Regions from separate parts of the Salmo salar genome. Here region 2 is linked to region 1. A link is a contact called in public Hi-C data. All regions are on one chromosome and are shown on one strand. Each heading gives the region's core, a stretch centred on a gene start, on an enhancer-like site or on the middle of the called end of the contact. The rest is flanking DNA. Distances are from core to core; before and after follow the strand shown.

Region 1 (2,993 bases), core at 248-2,747:
CTGTAGAGCTCCTAAATGCCATCCACAAGATGCAGCTGCAGAGCATTTTTGGAGAGGTGTGCATTGCACTGCGAATCTTCTGTACAATACCTGTAACAGTTGCTGGAGGTGAACATGCCTTCAGTAAGCGGAAACTTATGAAGAACTATCTAAGATCTACAATGTGCCAAGACCGGTTGAACAGCCTTGCCATCCTTTCAACTGAAAACCAGTTAGCTAGAAAATTATACTTTAAAGACATAAATTAGTTTGCTCAGAAGGCTTGGCACTGGGCTCTTGGTGCAGTGTAACCTGAGTTTTATTTACAGGGAACAAACACAAGGACAAATGCCTTAACCTGTTCTACCCAACCCTGCCCGGGGATGGGCAAAATACTGTTTCAGAGTATTTTCTGCAATGGTTTATCTCCTGTTGAACTTACTCAGGAATGCCCACATAATGTCTTGACACTACAGTTGCAGTTTCACAGATGCTTGTTTTCTGTAGGTACCAGATTTATGCCTGCAGCTCACATAGTTCACAATTTATATTTTATTTTTGGTATGTTATTTAGGCATATATGTAGGAATTATGCATAGGGAAGAAGAGGGTTAGCCTTGTTTGTAAGAATTGGTTATACATTCTTTAATCTGAAATATGGACCATTGGTAATTTCTTCATTTGAACTGACTATAATACCATATATGAAAAAATAATTCACCAATTGTGTAGTTATTTATAATAAAGCATCATAAAAACCTCATGACACAGACCGCTTTTGGAACCAAAAATGTTTGCATTACTGTTAATATAGGCAAAGGATGAAGGTGGAAACTAGAATCTGCACAATTGTAGTATAGAGCAGGAGAAGCTTATAGTTAGTACATTTAATAACACATTGTTCAGTACGTTATTTTAATCTGAAACATTCTGATTTCTATGTTAGGGGCCCGGTAGTGTTTTTGGCAACGCCCAGGCATGTGATCAAGTAATAGCTGACTGGAACCTTCATTGGCAACAGAACATGATAGTGCAATTTTGTTTTGTTTTTATTGTAGATTGCGGTATCTAGTGGTTGATTTCGTGAAATGCAGCCTTACGGGTTTATATTTTCCCGCAAAAAAGTGACCTTTTGACGTGACCTACTTTGGAAAGATACGATGTTACAAACAAACTGTGAGAAATATATACAATGTAACGCCTGTATATCAAAGGTTCTGACCATCTAATACAACGCAGGCAGCAGGATGACTTAATTTCCCTATCAGTAGCCGTATTTGAGCATGAAAGCTGTAAACTTTAGTCATCTTTAATAATTTAAATAATATTGGCCGGCCAGATAATCTTCCTTATGGTACATATTTGATCCCCCCCATCGTAATCAGACAGTTGTCATGGATCAGCCTTGACGGGAAAGGAACCCAGAAGAGCCATGCGTCTTGTTTAGATGAAAAACCCAAACTAAAAGGCGGGATAATATACTCCTCCCACTGAGCAGTTTGTGAACACTTGTATTGCTCCAGGGCTGCGCTAGTGCAGCGATTTGTAAATCATTTGTAATTGTAGACAATGAGTCATCCATTGAAAACATGGTAGTAAGATCAGCATATTTTTTTCCTAAACTCAAATTTAGATTATCATTAGGTAAACTAGCCTATGTTACAAATGCTAAGCCTAAACCTACTATGGGAGAGTGTATTTGTTTGAGATCTCTGTTTTTGGCGAAATTACTTTGTACGTAAAATGATATTTGACCTATTGAATAGAAACAGTTTTGATTATGCGTACAAAAACATGTGTAAATCATAACAATGTCAAAGTGAACCACGAGGGCTGCGCTGAGTTTTACGTCGTCTTTAAGGTATAGTTTTAAAATGAGATGATTGCTGACAGAGATACAGGCAGGTGCTATAACGGAACCTCACGAAGGTGGCAAAACGACCAAAACAAAACCTAAAGTGAAAGTTCCTCAAAGGGCACATAATGGTGGCGAAGATGGCGAGCTGCGGAGCCACTTGTCACCTGGATGAAGGGTAAGCATCATAAATACATAGCAAAATAACGCCGAGGTTTAGAGCAGCCTATGATTGCATGAGGTTGCATTCACTGACAAAGGATACGCGCGGAAATGTTTTGTCTAATCCCGAAATAGCTGCTTTGTTGTTGCTTGCTACCCTCGCTGGATCTTAGTTCTCGATTTATAAAGAAACATTTAAGACCCCAAATAGTTGCAACCATGTAATTTGATGTAATTGAATACACAGATCCCAAAAAATGAAAGGAGGGGACGCCATGATCGCTTTGTAGAGCACATGATGCTCTGTTGACTGATCATAACACAAGCATGCCCATCGCCAAGCACTATGGCTATACCGCGATTTACATCTATAGAACGATGTTATTCTGTAGGCCTACCCAATGCAACAATAATGTTGGGTTTCTCAGTTAAAGCTTCTCTTTTAATTTGAAAGCAAAACCACTTGCATGTATCTAGCTTTGTTGGTATATGTATAGGAGTATATATGTACCAAAAGGTAGGTATAGATTAATCTTGAATTACATAGGCTATTGGGACTTTTTCCAGTGAAACTTAATAATCAAGGACATTTTTTTTTTTTTTTTTACCCATATCACTTTTATAACCACACGTGTTACTGCAATGGTGGTAATGTTTCGTACCGTAAAATGTAGTTGTATAAATGTAGAAAATGTTCTACATTGTCTCCTTCGTGTCGTAAATAATGAATAGTGTTTGTGTGATGAGTAACCATGAACCCGAGGGAAGTGAAACGTGAGAGATATGAATCGGGTGACTTGTATCCAAGGGGAACACTAGGCCTATCGTTCGTGTGGTTGTCTGGTTTCTATCACGCCAGAGGCTGCCTGAGAAACAAGACACGTTGGGCACCTTGCCACCATGCCACACCCTTTCGCCACTGACTGAAATAATCTGAGTTCAGGTTAGACAAGTCAACGCTCAGATCACTGAAGAGGTTTGAGTGTCACCGAAGTGC
Region 2 (2,993 bases), core at 126-2,625, 170 kb before region 1:
TATTGTCAACCAAATGACTTATATACTCCCCTAGCATGATTTAATGTTTTTTTCTTTCTCTTGAAGCAAAAATCACTGCTTTGCAGTATTGTTGCCATAGCTTTGAGCTTTGACTTATCATAAGGGGAAATGAAAAATGGCAGTTATGTAACATCGATTCATAACCTTTGCATGTACTAAACTATAGCACAGTTAATTAAAACATTTTTTTTTTTGTTTCTTTAGGCTGTGTACACAGTAATTATTATTTTTTTGTAAACTGTGCTGTTTTAAATGTTACATGTCTCCCCCTCCCCTACTGACCTAAATTTCTGATTTGAAGATTAATCTGAACAGTTTTGCACATGTACTGCAGAGTGAGAGGCCTGAAGTCGTTCAAAAGGTGTGGTTAGACTCAAATCATACCTGCTAACACCAACAATATGCATCATCCAACCACAATCTTGTTTTATATTCAGTTGTAGCCATGATCAACTCATGTTGAGCCATTTTAGTGAATTTGAGAAACATTTTTTTTTAAGGGGGGGCAATAATTGTTCTGCCTCTGATGTTGAGGCACCCCTGAGTTGGGGAAAGGTAAGTATCGGGGATTGGACCCCCTAGCCTCGACAAGGTGTCTCAATTATACATGTTGAGCCTTATTCCTTAATCTAAAACTCATGAACAAGTTTGCAGTACCTCCCAACCCCTTGCTCCTTCCCCCTCTTTTCCATTTAGGTGCACAATCTTTCCTTTCTGTTGAACATAGGTTTTTTTTTTTTTAGCAGCAGCAGCATTCCTTGTTAGCAAAGATGTGGTTTCAAAAAAATAAATGGAATGGAAGAAGTTGGTTATCCTGTTGAGTTGGATCTACAGGCTAGGTTGTCTTCAAGAAAATAAATAGTGAAACCTACAGGTATGGTCTGTCTTTTTGTGTTGTTGCCTCAGAGGTTTCATTTAGGATCAGATCTGGCATTTCAATATCTTTGTCAAAAATAACGTCCTTGATGCAGTGCTATGGTGAAAGAAGTTAAGCATAAGTGTATATATTTTTTTCTACATAAACATCTTATCTACCCAGACACGCATGCTCACGCCTCCATCCCTAAAGCCTGCATGATTTTGCCACTTGCCCATAAATTGTATCAATTCGTTTTTCTCGGTCGCTCAGGCTATCAAATAAAATATTAGATTATCCATTTTGTTAATGATGGCGGATTGATTGATTTCTAAGTTTTTCGTGTACGTTTTTTCAAGATTAGTATCGTCAAGCCATTGGGTATCTCACCTTTTTGGTTGCTTTACCAGTGCACTTGATTTCAAGTTTCTTAGAGGCAGGCACATGATTGGAAATAGGCTGTTGTAATTCGCATGCGCACTGAGATACTATAGTCAGGGACCAAACCGAGGACGGATCGGGATCTTCTGCACTTATTCGCGAAGTCCGGGCATCGTGAGTTTTAAAAATAACATACTGTACTTTGAAATGATCGATCCAAGTTTGAAACCGTTTTGAGTTTGATTAAAAATGCACAGTAACCTCGTTGAAATGCAGCCCAAATAACCAGCTGTGTCAGGCAGATACTGGTAGGCTGGACACTACGTTTTTAACAGTGTTTTTTTCTGATAACTAGTTATTTGCATCCGCCGTGGAGCCCAGTTTCATAATATTACCATATGTCCCAGCTGCTTGCCGTAGTTGGAAGTAATTACGAAAAAACATGCCTTATTTTAGGGCATGTTTCACAATGCCAGCTCCTATTAGTTCTATTGAGCACCGTGGAACCTACTCTCATTCGGAACGTTCTATTCCCAGTTTGTTGTTCCACGTCACAATGCCTGCTGCCCACGTTGCTCGTAGTTCAAATGCAAACAACACATTTCCTCATGCAACTCTGAGATCCCATTGTTCACTATAGGGACATGTATGCATGTGTCTATTTAGCCAATATCTCGCTTTTTTTTTATTTTAAGTCGGACACCATTTGTTAATCAGGATGATCTCTTTCTAATTAGAGTTTGGCAGCGTACTCTTGCTGTCATCGATCGCTAGACCAGAAATAGTCAAGTTCACTTTTTTCCCTACCTCGATATGCAGACATAAGCACACTTGGCACCATCAATGTGCGGATGTTGACTTTCTACATGAGTTATGTCTTAAGTCCAAAGAACAGATTGTAGTGGTAAAATAAAAAGGTATAAATTATTTGGTATTTGCTATTTAGGCGAAATTCAGCGTCACTCCAGTCAAAACAGGCTCTGCGATCGTTCGATTCCACCATTTGCTATGGGCTCGCTAGTGTTCCTGCTTAGCCAACGTTCTTTTGCCATTTTTCAGCATTGGGCGAATTTTGACTCGGTTCTATTTTCCAGCCTATACTGGCATCACTGTTTTCTTCCAAAAGCAAAAACTTCCGGCAGCGTTTTTAGTGTCTCAATGCTTTTATTTTGGTAATTAAGATATTATTTATGCCAGAAATATTACGTGTGAACGATGTCCATGTTATAGGCTACTATGTTACAAGCTATGTCTATTGTTGTACATTGCCAACAGTGCCGCACAAATAGGAAGTTAACACTTGTAGCCTAAATTTCGTAATAAATCCAAATTAATCAACACCTTTAAGCGAAATATCATTCTAGACCTGGTCAGACCGCTAAACTGTCAATATTATTTCAACAAGAATAGTGTCACTCAGGTGTTGGGCAGCATCACGTGAGCAATCTAACTTGAGGTGCCAATTGAACAAACTGCTCTTGTACAGTTAGTTCAGTGCAGCCTGCCACCAAAATGAGTAGGCTCTTCAAACCCCCACAGTATCAATGTAATACAGTACTAGTAGTCTTGATCTCTGGTAGCTGGCGCTTTCACTGTTTCCTACATTTATTTGTTCCGTTACATTTCAGGTAATTGCACTACACTAGCCCAACGGACTGCATTATACTGTAGTTGGGCAACCTGTCCCAGGAAAACCACTCTTTAGTCATTTTGTAACCAGGGCCAGTTTAAGGCA

The links. A called contact is a pair of places that touch in the nucleus more often than the background predicts.
Region 2: a Hi-C map of gill shows a contact between it and region 1, with 2.0 times the contacts expected there. The contact joins the promoter of LOC106612909 here to the promoter of si:dkeyp-97b10.3 in region 1. A contact is called at or near these places in 2 of 3 Hi-C or Micro-C datasets (gill and muscle).

Annotation. Positions count from the first base shown.
Region 1 is chrssa09:125,385,911-125,388,903 of Ssal_v3.1, reverse strand. It overlaps si:dkeyp-97b10.3, which reads left to right and starts at 1,497. Exons shown (of 17, transcript XM_014214254.2): 1 at 1,497-2,012. The coding sequence starts at 1,963.
Region 2 is chrssa09:125,557,798-125,560,790 of Ssal_v3.1, reverse strand. LOC106612909 (tripartite motif-containing protein 59) reads left to right here and starts at 1,375. Exons shown (of 2, transcript XM_014214569.2): 1 at 1,375-1,432. kpna4 (karyopherin alpha 4 (importin alpha 3)) reads left to right here. Exons shown (of 17, transcript XM_014214567.2): 17 at 1-892.